3 separate regions of the Rattus norvegicus genome follow, and all the other regions are linked to region 1. Evidence: chromatin contacts called from public Hi-C data. All regions are on one chromosome and are shown on one strand. The core of a region is the stretch at or near the end of the contact, and the rest is flanking DNA. Distances in the headings are between cores, read along the strand shown. Region 1 holds the start of Tial1 (Tia1 cytotoxic granule-associated RNA binding protein-like 1). Region 2 holds the start of 9130023H24Rik (RIKEN cDNA 9130023H24 gene like). Region 3 holds the start of Inpp5f (inositol polyphosphate-5-phosphatase F).

Region 1 (4,619 bases), core at 1,127-3,626:
CCAACCAAAGCAGAAGAGTTCCGTTAACACCTTGACTTTAGCCTAGTCTCTCACCCCAATCCTTTTTTAAAAAATTAATTTAATTTAATTAATTTAATCTTATGTGCAATGTATGAGATTCCTTGGAAATGAGTTTACAGACAGTTGTAAGTTGCCATGCAAGTGCTGGGGATTGAACCCAGGTCCTCTGGAAGAGCAAGACACTGAGCTATCTCTTTGGTCCCTTTCTAACCTTCTTTTTAAGAAAAGGTCTTAGGTAGCTCAGGCTGGCCTTGAAAAGCCTGATCTACTTTTTTTAATTTTATTTTTCTTGGATATTTTATGTATTTACATTTCAAATGTTATCCCCTTCCCCCACTCCTTTCCCATACACCCTCCCTCTGCTTCTATGAGGATGCTCCCACTCTCACCCACCCACTCCCACCTCAACGCCCTGGCATTCCCCTACATTGGGGAAACCAGCCTTCATAGGCCCAAGGGCTTTTCCTCCCATTGGTGCTGGACAATGCCATCCTCTTCTACATATGTGGCTGGAGCCATGGGTTGCTCCATGTGTACTCTTTGGTTGGTGTTTTAGTCCCTGGGAAGTGGGGTCTGGTTGGTTAATATTGTTCTTCTTCCTTTGGTGTTGCAAACCCCTTCAGCTCCTTCAGTCGTTTCTCAACTCCTCCACTGGGGTCCCCTTGTTCAGTTCAATGGTTAGCTGCAAGCATCCTCATCTGTATCAGTAGGGGTCTGGCAGAACCTCTCAGGAGACACCCATCTGATCCACTTCTTTTTTTTTTTTTTTTTCCGGAGCTGGGGACCGAACCCAGGGCCTTGCGCTTCCTAGGCAAGCGCTCTACCACTGAGCTAAATCCCCAACCCCCTGATCCACTTCTTGAGAGCTGGATTTGCAGACATGTACCGTATGCCTGGCTGAATGTGCCTTTCTGATCTCTAGGACTGTTAAGATAATGCATGTTGGTTTAAATTTATAATTTGTTGCCATAGTAACAAATGTACATTGGGCTAGGCATGGGCCAATGAAGAGTTATGGTTATGACTAATGTAGTTTTATACCTATGTCTAACACTCCATCCCTTGGATCTCACTCTGTAGACCAGGCTGGCCTCAAACTCGGAGATCTGCCTGTCTCTGCCTCCTGTCATTAACAGTGAGCATTACCGCTCAGCTTCCAGTAGATTGTCATGATTTCTGTCTCCTCTCTTGCTTTAGCAACTCAATACTAGCAATCCATGTCCCTCACTACCTAACTCCAGGCTATGTTTTAGCACCAGATCTGGTCCTTGAGCCTCTTTGCTGTTTTCACTGATTATTAGTTTTTGATAAGATCTTATCTATTTCAAGGCTGGCCTTAAATCCATTATCCTCCTGCTCAGCAGTACTGTGCGCCACCACGCGAATATTTTAGTTTTAACTAGGGATTTGAAAGAGCGGTGGAGGCGCAAGTCATTTGCATGAGGGGCTGCTCTTTTGCCGCTTTACCCACTAATTCGATGAGATAATGGGTAGAGATCCTTGTGGAACTTGTAAAGCAAGTTACAAGCGGTATAGTCTAGAAAGGCCTATCTGGTCGGAACACGTGCTCAAAGACCAGGCTGGCTTCGGTGTAGCCCGATGTCCGCCACATCCCTCAGGGTTCAGAGTTGCTTCTCTCCTGCCCGTCGCGTGAGGCGTCGGTTGTTGAACACGGACCAGCAGTTCTGAGGGCAGAGGCGGACGAGGCCGACTAGCTGGAGAACCACGCGGAGCCAGCACACCGCCTGATCCGCAGTTGAAGAAACCGCTCTGGGGCTGGACGGAGGCGGAGCAGAAGCTCACACTGGACCAACAGAAAAGCCTTAAGATGCTAGGAGCGATCCTGGGGCGGGCCCCGGCGCGAGGCACTCTGGGATTTGTAGTTTACTTCCCGGACAGCTCCTCTCTCATTTCGACCACCCGCCTTTTATTCCTCGCTCTCTCCCGGCACGCCGACTACTTTGTCGCGGCACGTCCTCACGTACGACTACACTACCCAGAAACCTCTCCTTCGCGCTCCGGCAAGCTCTGGGTCTTCCTTGAACTACAGTTCCCAGAAGGCCACTGGAGAAGGGCTTCCCCCACTTTCCCGGGACCGCAATTCCCAGAGACTTGATTTCGCGGCTTTTCTCTGTTTTGGATCTGTCTTGGAGCTGGTTAGGGCTTCGCCGGCCAGCAGAACCACAGCGACTACGTGGTCCGTTGTGTCCAGTCGTAGGGTGTACTCTTTGGCCAGGCTTTCTGTCTCTTCAGCCACTTTTGCCGGACAGGCCGTCGCAGCTGGCCTGAGCAGTGACCTGGCGGGCTGCGCCTGCGCCCTGCCGCGTTTCCTGCCTGGCTGGTGGTGGCGGCCATTTTGTTCATCCTCCTCCTCCTCCTGCTCCTCCTGGTTGGAGCGCAGTGTCCGGAGCGGGCTGGGGGGAGCGAGCCCAAGAGCCGGGTTCAGTACCTTTTCCTCTGTCCCCAGCCGGCGCCCGGAGTCCCCCTCCCCTTCCTTCCCGCCCCCTCCCCTCCCCAGCCCTGCCCTCCCCCTTGTCCCGGGATCACTCCGTCGCACCCACCATGATGGAAGACGACGGACAGCCCCGGACTCTGTGAGTACCCGAGACCCGGAGTGCCAGGCACCGAGTGGCCCGGGCACTGCGGGATGCTAAGGGAGGGAGAGCCGGAGACCGGGACTAGAAGCGGAGAGCCGGGCCTCGCGGTGGCGCGGCTGTGAAGTGCATTCCTCATCTGTCCCCCTTCCCAGAGAAGGAAACCCTCCCTTCCCCCCCAAATACAGTCACTTCCTAGGGTCTAGGGCTTGTCTCGACCTTTTCCTCCCGACCCCTTTTTTGCACACTCTTGGCTGGGCTTGTGCACGGCTGAGGCTGTCAGGCACGGGAGAGCTCCTATTCTCCCTGTTTTTGGGGGGCTCCGGGCTGAGCCAGGAGCTATGGGTCCCCACGGGGGCAGGGCTTGGCGGGGGTGGGACTGCTGCTGCATCCTTTGGCGTGAACACTCAGCCTCAGTCCACGTCCTCAGCAGTCCACGTCCTCAGTCTCAGTCGGTCCGAGTCCTTCTCCCCAGCCTACCACTCTTTAACCAGAGGAACCCCTTGTCTCTTTCTGCCCCACGTGCCCCACGCTGTCAGAAACACCCGCCTAGCGCCTGCTGCTTTTGAAGTGCCAAAGTGATTGCCTTTTGCTGCCGTGCACCACCTCTGTCCCTTGGATAACGAAGTTTACTTTGAGCGCTCACTGCGCCAAACTGACAACCAGTTAAACTCCTTTCACTCAGTTAGTGATGCCGCTTCCTAAATCCGTTTGTGCGTCCGGACCATCAGAGTTCGATAAAAGGATGTCTGCTCCCGCTATTTGATGCGTGTCTTTTGAGTGCTATTTTTCGCGGTTTAGCTGTCGGGTTTCACCTGAAGCCCAATCTAATGAATGAATCGCATCTTCCAACCGCTTAATTGGCGTTTCCTTCTTTTCCCCAATGCAGAGTGATGACTCAGCGTCTGTATTCCTTTCCAAATAGTGTGGCAGTCTTTTTTTTCCCCCCTGCATCTGAGTAATTTCCAATTCATTGTTTAAAGTGAGCACCTTGGGTTTTCCCAGCCTCTTCAGGCCTACTACTCCTGCCTGGAGTAACTACACAGAGTCAGCTTGCTGCTTTGTCTCTCTTGCCTCCCTCTGCCTAGTATTGATTGATATGATGATCAGAGTCCACTTGGCTGGGTCGGCTGATGGGGAAAGTACTTTTTGGGGAATGCAAGACGGTAGATAGACGTTGAGAACCTCTAAGCTTCTCAGAGCTTCGTTCGTAGCAGGAATATGTTTATTAAAGAAGGTCCATATCTTTATTCAGCGTTGATACTTTTTTTTAAGCATTGTTTATACTTTACATTTTTATTTCTCTTAACATCTGGTTTGGGGAACTTGAAAACATCCTAAACGTACCATACCCCTGAATGAAAAAAATCTTTGCGTGTGTGTGTGTGTGTGTGTGTGTGTGTGTGTGTGTGTGTGTGTGTGATTTTTCCATTTCTGCCTTCCTCAGAAAAAAGATAATTGAGACAAAATTTGAAATTTGTTCTTCAGCGATTGTTTAAGCCAAGGCTTGGTATTTTGTATTTAGCCGTGAGTACTGTGATGGAAGCATCTGGGGAAGCTGGACTTAAGGCCTAGAAGTAGCTGTTCAAGGAGGGCGGCAGTTACATTGTATCTAAATACCTGAAATGTCACCATTGCGTCATAATAGCCGCTGGGTAATTGGTAAATTCTCATGGCTCATTAACGGCATCTATTTATTCCTTAGAAGAGGTCGACTGTTTCTGTCTGTTACATAGTATGCTTTTTCTGTTTCTTCTTTTCCTGTGATGGTCTTTACATCCACTGTCAGATTTCCTCTAGACCAGAGCTAAATTAATGTTTCATACATTTATCATCTCAGATCTCTTGTCTTTTTTTCTGAAACACATTTCAGTTGTCTGTGTTTGGTTACCTAAAACTGTGATGTAAACAGATGAGTGAATAAACATCTTAAGCTCTATTGTTCCTGTGTGTCAGTATGTGTTTATATATCTTCCTTTTCCCACTTTTCTCCATGGGAGGTTG
Region 2 (4,619 bases), core at 941-3,440, 210 kb after region 1:
CAAATGCCCCCGGGGAATAGTGTCTGTTCTAAGATTTCACAAAGCCCCTCAAATGCCTGTCCAAGGAGTCAAAATATAAATGTGAAGGTAACAGAAGCCACAAAAGGGTTTTAGGGGAATGTCATGATACACTCCGGCAGCTGCAGTGGTAGGGCGTTACTAGAGAAAGGAATATGGCAGAACCGCTGAAGCTGTCATGTGGTTCAGGTAACTTGGCTTGAACCAAGTCAACTTTCATCCCTGCCAATCAAAAGGTAACACTACCCAGCACAGTGGGTTAGAGAGAACTTGGCATTCTGTCAAGCCTATTGTCAAATACATTACTTGCATTCTATGCAAGTTTAAACATAAAAATGCTTCACTTCAAAGATTAAGATTTTTGTCAAAACTGAAATACTGTCAGAAGACAGGCAATGACCCAACTTTGTTCCCACCATTACCACGAGGAGGCGCCAAAATCAGTTGGCACACAGAAAAGCTTACCGTTTGCTGGAATTGGTTTACTGTGCGTGTTTAAGTACCTACCTATGCTTGGAGTCTGGGCATTCTACATTTGAATTTCATTTTATACTCAACTTCAATCTTGCCGGGAAGCTATTGTTATTATGCAAAGAATTCTAGCTTTGGAGGGGCTGAGTGATTTGCTCGGTATGTCTGCAGCACCATTTGCTAAGACCATTTTTTGAACTTTTAAAACTACACTTTCTGGCCTCCGGCTCATCCCTGTGAAGCTTTGCACAGAGATAGACACAGCAGTAAGCACTGTCCACGAGAAGCACCCAAAGTAGAAAGTATAAACCGCTGGCTCAAAAGTGAGGCAGTAGCCAGTACCTAGTTCTGGTCTGGGCAAGTCCAGGTATAATTTATAGAAAGGGCGGTGACGTCACATAGCATTACACCTGAGGAGGTGAGAGGCGCTGCACCATCACAAAGCATGTACTCAGAGGCCTGGCATAAAGTAAGGACAGCACAAGTCCTGTGGGTTGGAACCTTTCTAAGAAATGGGGGCGTAGCACTTACCCAAAGGGAGAATGCCTCCAATTCTACGCACTTCAGACCGGCACGCCCCTTCTGTACAGCAGTTGGCTAGAATGCTGAGCGCCAAATCCAGCGTCTTGCGCAGGCGCATTGGCGCCGAAAGAGTCAAAGGCGACTCAGCAGCGGGGGCGGGGCCAGGGGAAGAACCAGCTGACGCAACCGACGGAGGGGCGGAGCCAGAGGCTGCTTGGGACGGGGCGGGGCCCGCAGCAGCCGTTCGGCGTAGCAGGGCGACAAGGGGGCGGAGCCCGCCGCGTGCCCGGAAGCGCTCAATTCCCTCTGCTGCCTTGATGTGGCGCGTGCGAAGAGCTAAGAGCACGCGGCCCAGGGCTGTCTCGTTGGTAGCTGGGTCCTTTCCCCCACCTGGCCCCTCCCCGGCCGCTGCCGTGAGTTGCGCGAGGCAAAACGAGAGCGAGTCCGTAAGGGCCGGTCTCGCAGCCGCCATCTTGGCCCGGGCCTAAGGCTCCGCCCCGCGTCTCGCCGGTACTCTGAGAGAGCGGAACTGGAAGAGGGGGGCGTGGCCAGGCTGCTCCTCTGAATAGCGCCGCCGCAGTTATCTTGCGAGTCGGAAGTTGAAGTTCTAGATTCTGGAACTCGGGTACTTGCACAGTCGCAGAAGACATGGCGAGAATGGTATTTATCTGTGTGAAAGTAAGAGGCGCGTGCAATGCATGCTGGGATATGTAGTCGGCGCCAAGCTTAGTGCAGCTTGAGGTGGGTGTGAAACTCCTCCCAGGCCGAAGAGTGAGCTGTTGCTCCAAGAATCAGACGCCCCACTGTGGAGTCTTAGGGCTGTCCCTTGCTCCCCAACGTGGCTTAGCTACCTCGCTCCCGGTACGTCCTTGTCAGCGACGTTCAGACTTTCTTGGCAACCCTCAAGCGCGGCGATCAAGGGCCCTGAAAGCCAGACTGACCGACTCGCAGAACCCCAAGCCTTTCAAAAGTGCTAGGTTCCCGACAGGAAGGTCTCGCTAAGCGAATGAAAGTGTTAAACCTACCGGGAAAGTTCGCTGCCGCTTCCTAGAGTCTCTCGGGCTTGGGGACCTTTCCGTTTCCGGTGCTGGCCTCCAAGCCTCCAGTGCCCCATTCTCCCAACTGTGCTGATGAGTTAGACAGGTGGCATTTAGAAAACCGAGCGCCTTTCGGCCGCAATGGAATTTGCGGCGCCAGGAGTGACCAGGGAGAATTTAGATGGAGCAAAGCTGCTGGAGAACCGGACATCAAAATTCTCGGGAGCCCCCAGGTCGCCCCTGGATCGCGAGGCTGTGCTACATGAGCGCCCCCTCCTGGCGCGGCCGGAGCAACCAGCCCCCGAGGAAAAATTGCTGGACGGGCAGTACTTAAGTAGGTCAGGCTCTGGCCCCCAGGAAGAAGCCTTTGCCAAAACCAGTGATCCTGCAGTCCCCAAAGCTTTCAAGTGCAGGAATTGTGGGCTCGCTGTAGCCAGCCTCTCTGACCTCATTCACCATCAAAGCAGCCATGGGTGTGACCGACCTTACAGCTGTCCAGAGTGTGACAAAAGCTTCCGGCGTGGCTCAGATCTTGTTAAGCATTACAGAGTTCACACTGGTGAAAAACCATACCCCTGCCCAGAGTGTGGCCGTTGCTTCAGCCTCAGCTCTAATCTCACTAAACACCGGCGTTCTCACTCAGGCCTCCGTCCTCATAAGTGCATGGAGTGTGGAGAGGCCTTTGGTCGCAGTGCAGACCTAGCAAAACACCAGCGGGTGCACACTGGGGAAAAGCCTTATGCTTGTGCTGAGTGTGGTAAGACTTTCAGGGTTAGCTCCAACCTGATCCAGCACCAGCGTACTCACACTGGGGAGAAACCCTATCGCTGTGGACTCTGTGGCAAGAGTTTCAGCCTGAGCTCTAACCTTTTACAGCACCAGCGCTGTCACACAGGTGAGAAACCCTACTTCTGTGCTTGGTGTGGAGACAGCTTTGGGCGCAGCTCCTATCTGCTGGAACACCAACGCTCACACACAGGTGAGAAGCCCTACAATTGCTGTGAGTGTGGCAAGAACTTCACCAACAGCTCAAACTGCCTACGGCACCAGCGCACTCATAATGGAGAACCGCCCTTCAGGTGTCTTGAGTGTGGACGTGGCTTTAGTGAGATCACCATGTTTACTGAACACCAGCGCATCCACTTGAGCAAATGACCTTTCCAGAATGTAGCAAAAATCTTACACCACAGCTCCATCAATGTTCACACATGGGCAAGAAACCCTAGAAGTTTCCTGATTACAGCTAGTATTTTGTGGACACCACCAGCATATGCACACAGGCAAAGCCTTACATTTGCAGGAAGTTTGCCAAGAGCTTCAGTCAGATTTCCCACTTGCTCTTCTACCAGGTGACCCACATTAGCAAGAAGACCTCCATCTGCCTGTAATATGGCAAGGCCTTTGCCCATAACTCTTAACTTTGTCTAGCATCAATGGATATTCTAAGATGAGAGCTTCTTCAGTTATCCCTGGCTTTAATTTTAGTCCAGACTTTGTCTCTGGGTTTGGTTCAGTCCTGAGAAACCTAAAGGGACCGGGTTTTTTGTTTGTTTTTTAAAGCAGACCTTTTCTGCATCCCTAAGGTGACTTCATTAAGGTCCTATTATTAAATAATAGGGCTCACTAATGGGTCTGGGTTGAGGAGCCACAGGCTAGACAAACAGCACTAGAGCTGTGTCTTCCTTCAGAGAAACAAGGTTTACACACACACACACACACACACACACACAAGTCCTGTTGTCTGAGATTTCAGTCCGAATCTCCATTAGCTAGAGGAAAGCTTTTAGATGCCCAAAACCACATAGCTCTGCCCCAGCTGGATATAGGTTAACCATAACAAACCAACAACTACTGGAAGAAGAGAACTGATTACACACCCGGCAAAGTCTGTGTGAGGACTACAGAGGCAGACCAGAGGAGATGATAAAAGGATATGTTCTAGCGAAAGGACCAGAGAATTTGACCTTGGGATTGTTACATAAACTCTGGGTATAGGATCCCATTTAAGGAGCTCTTCACCACTTATTAACTGTCTTTACTGTTTACACTAGGGGGGTGGAGACTGAGGTAGAAACAAAGAAATAGACGTTGAGTTCAGATTACTTTATAGTATTTCTAGGCAGGGGCAAAGGCTCAAGATTTGTCATCTGGTCCTTTTCCAGTCTTCAATCCCTTCCCTTAAAAAATCCTCCTTCCCCACTTCACTTCCCTTTCCTTACTCCCATCAGTGGAAGAATAGTGAAGACGTCTGGATTTTGGAGATTCAGTGTAGCCTTTTTGTCTGATGTAGAAGAGGTTGCCCACACAAATGTATTTCTACTGCTAACATCATATATGGGAATCACTAGGTTTCTCAGAGCACTACATAGTCTTTGATCTGAGCAGAGCTCGAGCAATGAGGGACTGCTTGTTTTCCCTAGAGGTGCATTTGTGTGCACCAGATGTATACAAGTGTCTTCTCAACCTTTCCTCTGCCCTCCAATTGTGCTGCCATTTATAAAGCTTGCTGTAGAGCTGTCTGTATAGAGTAAAAGGGTAAAAGAGGAAGAGTATCAGGTCACCCAGCCTCAG
Region 3 (4,619 bases), core at 902-3,401, 160 kb before region 1:
GTATAGGTAAAAAGACCTAATGAGCATTCAGATCGATTAAATATTATTACTAAGATAGCTGTGCTTAGGATCTTAAACATGGAATAGGTTAAACTAGTAACTACAGGGGACTTCATGTACTCAGCTTGAACATTCAAGGCTCACAATGGCCTTGTTAATTCTGAAATGTGAAGGCCTCTGCCTTCCTCTAGGCTCCTCCTATGTATGTGGATGATGGGATATGTGCATAACATAAACTGAACTGAGAAGTTATACCTAACTTTTTATAATGGGGAAAGGTCTTAAGTTTGCTTTCTGATATGAACTTTGGACAAACGAAAGGCAACCCAAACCTCATGGCTTGTTCCAGAAAAGGCCCTGGTTGAGGAAACTGACTTGCAGAAAAGTCCTGTCTGATGAGTTGATAAGGACTCCAAGTTCCATCCATTTATGTATTCCAGCCCCCAGGAATTTGGCTTGTGGGAATTTTACAGCCTAATTCTCCCTGCCTTAAACCTCACGAGGGTGGCAGTCTAGGTAAGTGGTCAAATGCTGATACAGAAGGAAACGGAAAAAAAAAAAAAAAACTAGCCAAAATTAGCCCACCTACATCATCTATCCCAAGGTCGCTGAGTCTTATTGTAGACACGGTAGTGCCTCCATTCTGAAAAGAGGAAATAAAATACAGCGGCAAGAAAATACAACCAGAGCCATATTTCTGGAGGAGAAAACAAGTTCTCCTTCATCGCTCTAGCAGTGTAACTTAGCAAGTCTCCCCGTAAGGACACAGTGGACTCTGCCGAAGAAAACTGTCCCCAAACCATTCTCCTACATGAGTGGTCCAACTCTACTCTCTGGGACCTTACACCTCTCTCCTCACCTGAAAAAGAAGATCCCAAGCCTACTCCTGCTAAGACACTAAAGGACTTGTCCTTGGAAACCATCCCATAAGAAGTAATAAGATGACCTGAAAAGTTCCCTTGAAGTTATTCTACTAGTCACTTAAGGAACACAGGATAACATCCAATGCGGTGGCTCTTCCAAGAGTTCCAGTCTCAGTTCACTTTTCCTAAAGTAAAAAGATCTTTGACTGATGAAGAAAAGGCACTGGTGAACTAAGTCGAAGCTACCCAGACTCCCCAGAGTGATAACTGGCCGCAGCAGTCTGAGAACCGGAGCTGCTGCTGCTGCTGCTGCTGCTGCTGCTGCTGCTGCTGCTGCTGCTGCTGCTGCTGCTGCTGCTGCTGCTGTTGAACCCAACTGCAAACAAAGTTTCCTAAAGCAAACTAGTGGCTGGAGACTTTGACCTCTCCTAACTGTGAGTGACATCCAACACAATTCCTTCTCGAAAATGGCAATTCAGACACTAGTTTTCGATCAACTGCTGTGAGGTAACCGTCCTGAAGTCACTCTTTAATAAGGGACTGGGAACAACCCAAGGATGTCAGCAAGAAGTGTCCCGCAGGCGGTTCCACTGAACTAATGGAATTGGAACCCAGAACTTACACACTGGACGGTGCGAAGACGCTGCAAGTGGGGGTCTGCGGGATCCCGCTCCCCAGGCACCGCATACTGGAGGTGCACTAAAAAGGGGGTGACCGGCCTTTCCCGCCTCACTTAGACAAGAGTGCGCGCCAAGGCGGCGGCCGCTCCCCTCAGGACCAGAGCTGACATCCCCAAGTCGTCCCACCCAGCCTCCGGATCCCAGCTCCGGAGAGGCCGGGCCGCGCCCCCCGCGCTCCAGCTGGCCAGTGCGCCCCACCCAGCCCGCGCAGCGCGCCTCACCCGGTCGGAGCTGCAGGCCGCCGTCGCGCCGGCTGCACCACAGGGCACGCTCGCCCTGCTGCAGGATGTAGTGGTCCTTGGCCTGAAAGAGCTCCATGCCGGCCCCACGCGCTCCGGGAGGCGGCGGTCCCCCGACCCAGGCACCGCAGCGGCCCGCCCAGGAGCGATGCAGGCGTCCTCCTCCACCGCGACCACAGAGCCCGTGCCTCGAGGAGACTCCGAGGAACCACCCCACGGAGGAACAGGGCGGGGAAGCACTAGGGGACCTGACCCGCCGGCCGAGAACACGGTCGGACAGCCCAGGCCCGGGAGGCCTTTCCCCCTCCCCCCACAACTCCTGTACCTAGGCTCCGCCCCTACTCTGAGTCTCCACCTCCTATAGTTCATCCTGGCTCCCCCTAGACTCCGCCTCCCCCCAGGTTCCTCCCAAGTTCCTCCCCGCGCCATGCAACTTTCCCTCCTATAGTTCCTCCCCTCTCCCTTAGGCTCCGCCCTTGTTCAGGCTCCGGCTCCGACTCCGCCTCTCTCGGTGGTTCTCCGAAAGCCCTCCTAGGCCCCGCCCTGGTCCCGCCTACGAGTTTCTGGCTCAGCCCTCTCCCAGTCGGTCTCAAGCCTCCGCCTCCCTTTCAACTCTCACCCAGCCTCTTACAGCTCCTCCCTCTCTGTTTATAGGTTCCACTCCTCTGCTTCTCCCACTCTCCGGCCTTTTTACCAGCTGCGACCTCAGGCAGACCCTGGGCCTGACTAAGTCTGGTTAGACTGGCTAGACGCCCTTTGTGCAGCCATTTCTGGATCTTTCCCTGGTGTGCAAGCCGGTCGTTCCTTCCTTCCATTAGCTTCTAGAAAGCCTGATCAAGTCCCCAAATCCATCTGACATTCCTTCCTTCCGGAGTACATTTCCCCCAGTCTAAGCAAAGACCAAATCAAGCTCAGAAGTGCAGCCAGGGCTGGCTCCAGGGTTCTATCCCAAGTTGGCCCTCTAATGAAAAGAGGCCACTCTGTTTTGGCATTTCCTACTAGAAGCTGGACACCAACAATCATTTAGTAAATGCACATCAGTGGAGATGCATACCAACAGAGTACACACTAGAGTTAGCAGGGCTAATGAGGAGAAAGTACAGGAAAGTCTGAGAAGCCAGCCTACAGGAAGTCAGTGCTAAGTAAAAGTGACGTCACTCAGAGACAGTACCATGGCCAGGTGGCAATCTGAACCAGAAAAGATTTGGGAGATAAACATATTTCCCAGTCTCTAGACCCCTCTTTGGGTCTATCTTGCTGTGTGATCTTGGAACAATTTTAGTCTGTAGTGGTTGAATTCATGACCTTTATTACACTCTTAGGCTCCCAATTCTGTATGTTAGTGACTCTTCTTCCTTTCCTGTCTTTCTTTAATGTCTGTAAAGCAATCTTTTTAAGAAGAGAAGAAGAGGCCTAAGTACTGGAGAGATGGCTAGGTGGGTCAAGAGTACTTTGCTACTTTTGCAGAGGACCTGGGTTCAGTTCCCAGCCCCTCCAAGGCAGCTCACAACCATCTGTGATTGGTCACCTCTTCTAACCTCTGTTCCTGTATGCATGTGGTGCACAGGTACATTTATATAAAGTAAACGGTTGTTGTCATCGTCGTTGTTGATCTTAAGAAGCCTAAAATACCACAAAGGATATAATAAGTTTAACCTTTTGCTCAAACAAAACTGAGAGGTCTCCAAAAAGAGGAAGGAGCTCTTATTACTAATCATTGCTAAGCCCATACTGATTTCATTGTTGAATTTCCACAGACCATCAAAAGTCTCATGACAACAAGGTGTCCTGGGATCTTTATCCATAAGCTCAGGGCCTGATGACTGCTCCAGACAGCCCACCTTAAGTGTTGTGATTTCTCTATCAAATCTGCACTGTGATTTAGACAATGTGATGTGATGATGGTTTGTATATGCGTGGCCCAGGAAGTCACACTCTTAGATGTGTGGCCCTGTTGGAGTGTCATGGTGGGCATGGGCTTTAATACCCTAGTCCTAGTTGCCTTCAGATGAAGATGTAGAACTCTAAGCTCCTCCTGCACTATGCCTGGCTGGTGGCTGCCATGCCCCTGCTTTGATGATAATGGACTGAACCTCTGAACCTGTAAGCCAGTCCCAGTTAAACATTGTCCTTATAAGAGTTGCCTTGGTCACGGTGTCTCTTCCCAGCAGCAAAACCCTAACTAAGACAGATAATGACAGTAAAAAGTTTCAACAGAAACTTAGAAAATTAAATCAACTGTAGACTTGTTATTGAATTCAGGCAGATGCTGACTTTCTTCAGCAAACATGGGTACTGAGAAAGTTCTTTGAAGACAGTATGCCTTGAAAATGATGTTATTGGGGTTAGGGATTTAGCTCAGTGGTAGAGCGCTTGCAAGGCCCTGGGTTCAGTCCCCAGCTCTGAAAAAAAGAAAAAGAAAAAAAAAAAAAGAAAATGATGTCATTACTTATTAAAGAATCACATTAAACATTCCTGTTTAAAATAGACTAAGCCGGGCATGATGGTGCGTGCCCGAAACCCCAACACATAGGACATAAAGGCAAAGAGGATCAGAAGTTCAGAGCTAGCCTGAGCTACATGAGACCATGTCTCGAAAATAAAAAATTTAGTTGATTAAAACTTTTCCAAATGTTTTAAACCAGTGGTTCCAACCCTGCCGCTATATACTAGAATCAGCTGGAATTTTTTTAAAATATATCAATGCACAGACCTCAGACCAACTGAAGAATTTAACTAGTGTAGGGTATGGGCACCGGTAATTTGTTTTCTAAACGTAACCAAATGAGTGTAATGTATACCTAATGTTGAGGAGCACTGTTTTGAATAAAATTAAT

The links. A called contact is a pair of places that touch in the nucleus more often than the background predicts.
Region 2: a Hi-C map of liver shows a contact between it and region 1, with 2.5 times the contacts expected there. The contact joins the promoter of 9130023H24Rik here to the promoter of Tial1 in region 1.
Region 3: a contact with region 1 is called in a Hi-C map of Schwann cells, with 1.8 times the contacts expected there. The contact joins the promoter of Inpp5f here to the promoter of Tial1 in region 1. A contact is called at or near these places in 1 of 12 Hi-C or Micro-C datasets (Schwann cells) and 1 of 1 datasets of contacts at active chromatin or transcription factors (oligodendrocytes).

The regions. Positions count from the first base shown.
Region 1 is chr1:192,459,587-192,464,205 of GRCr8, reverse strand. Tial1 (Tia1 cytotoxic granule-associated RNA binding protein-like 1) reads left to right here and starts at 2,376. Exons shown (of 12, transcript NM_001013193.1): 1 at 2,376-2,615. The coding sequence starts at 2,584.
Region 2 is chr1:192,247,651-192,252,269 of GRCr8, reverse strand. It overlaps 9130023H24Rik (RIKEN cDNA 9130023H24 gene like), which reads left to right and starts at 2,190. Exons shown (of 1, transcript XM_008759940.4): 1 at 2,190-4,619. The coding sequence starts at 2,190. The coding sequence ends at 3,203. Armc5 (armadillo repeat containing 5) reads right to left here and starts at 1,690. Exons shown (of 6, transcript NM_001009455.1): 1 at 1,021-1,690. The coding sequence starts at 1,483.
Region 3 is chr1:192,618,423-192,623,041 of GRCr8, reverse strand. It overlaps Inpp5f (inositol polyphosphate-5-phosphatase F), which reads right to left and starts at 2,151. Exons shown (of 20, transcript NM_001107554.1): 1 at 1,765-2,151. The coding sequence starts at 1,861.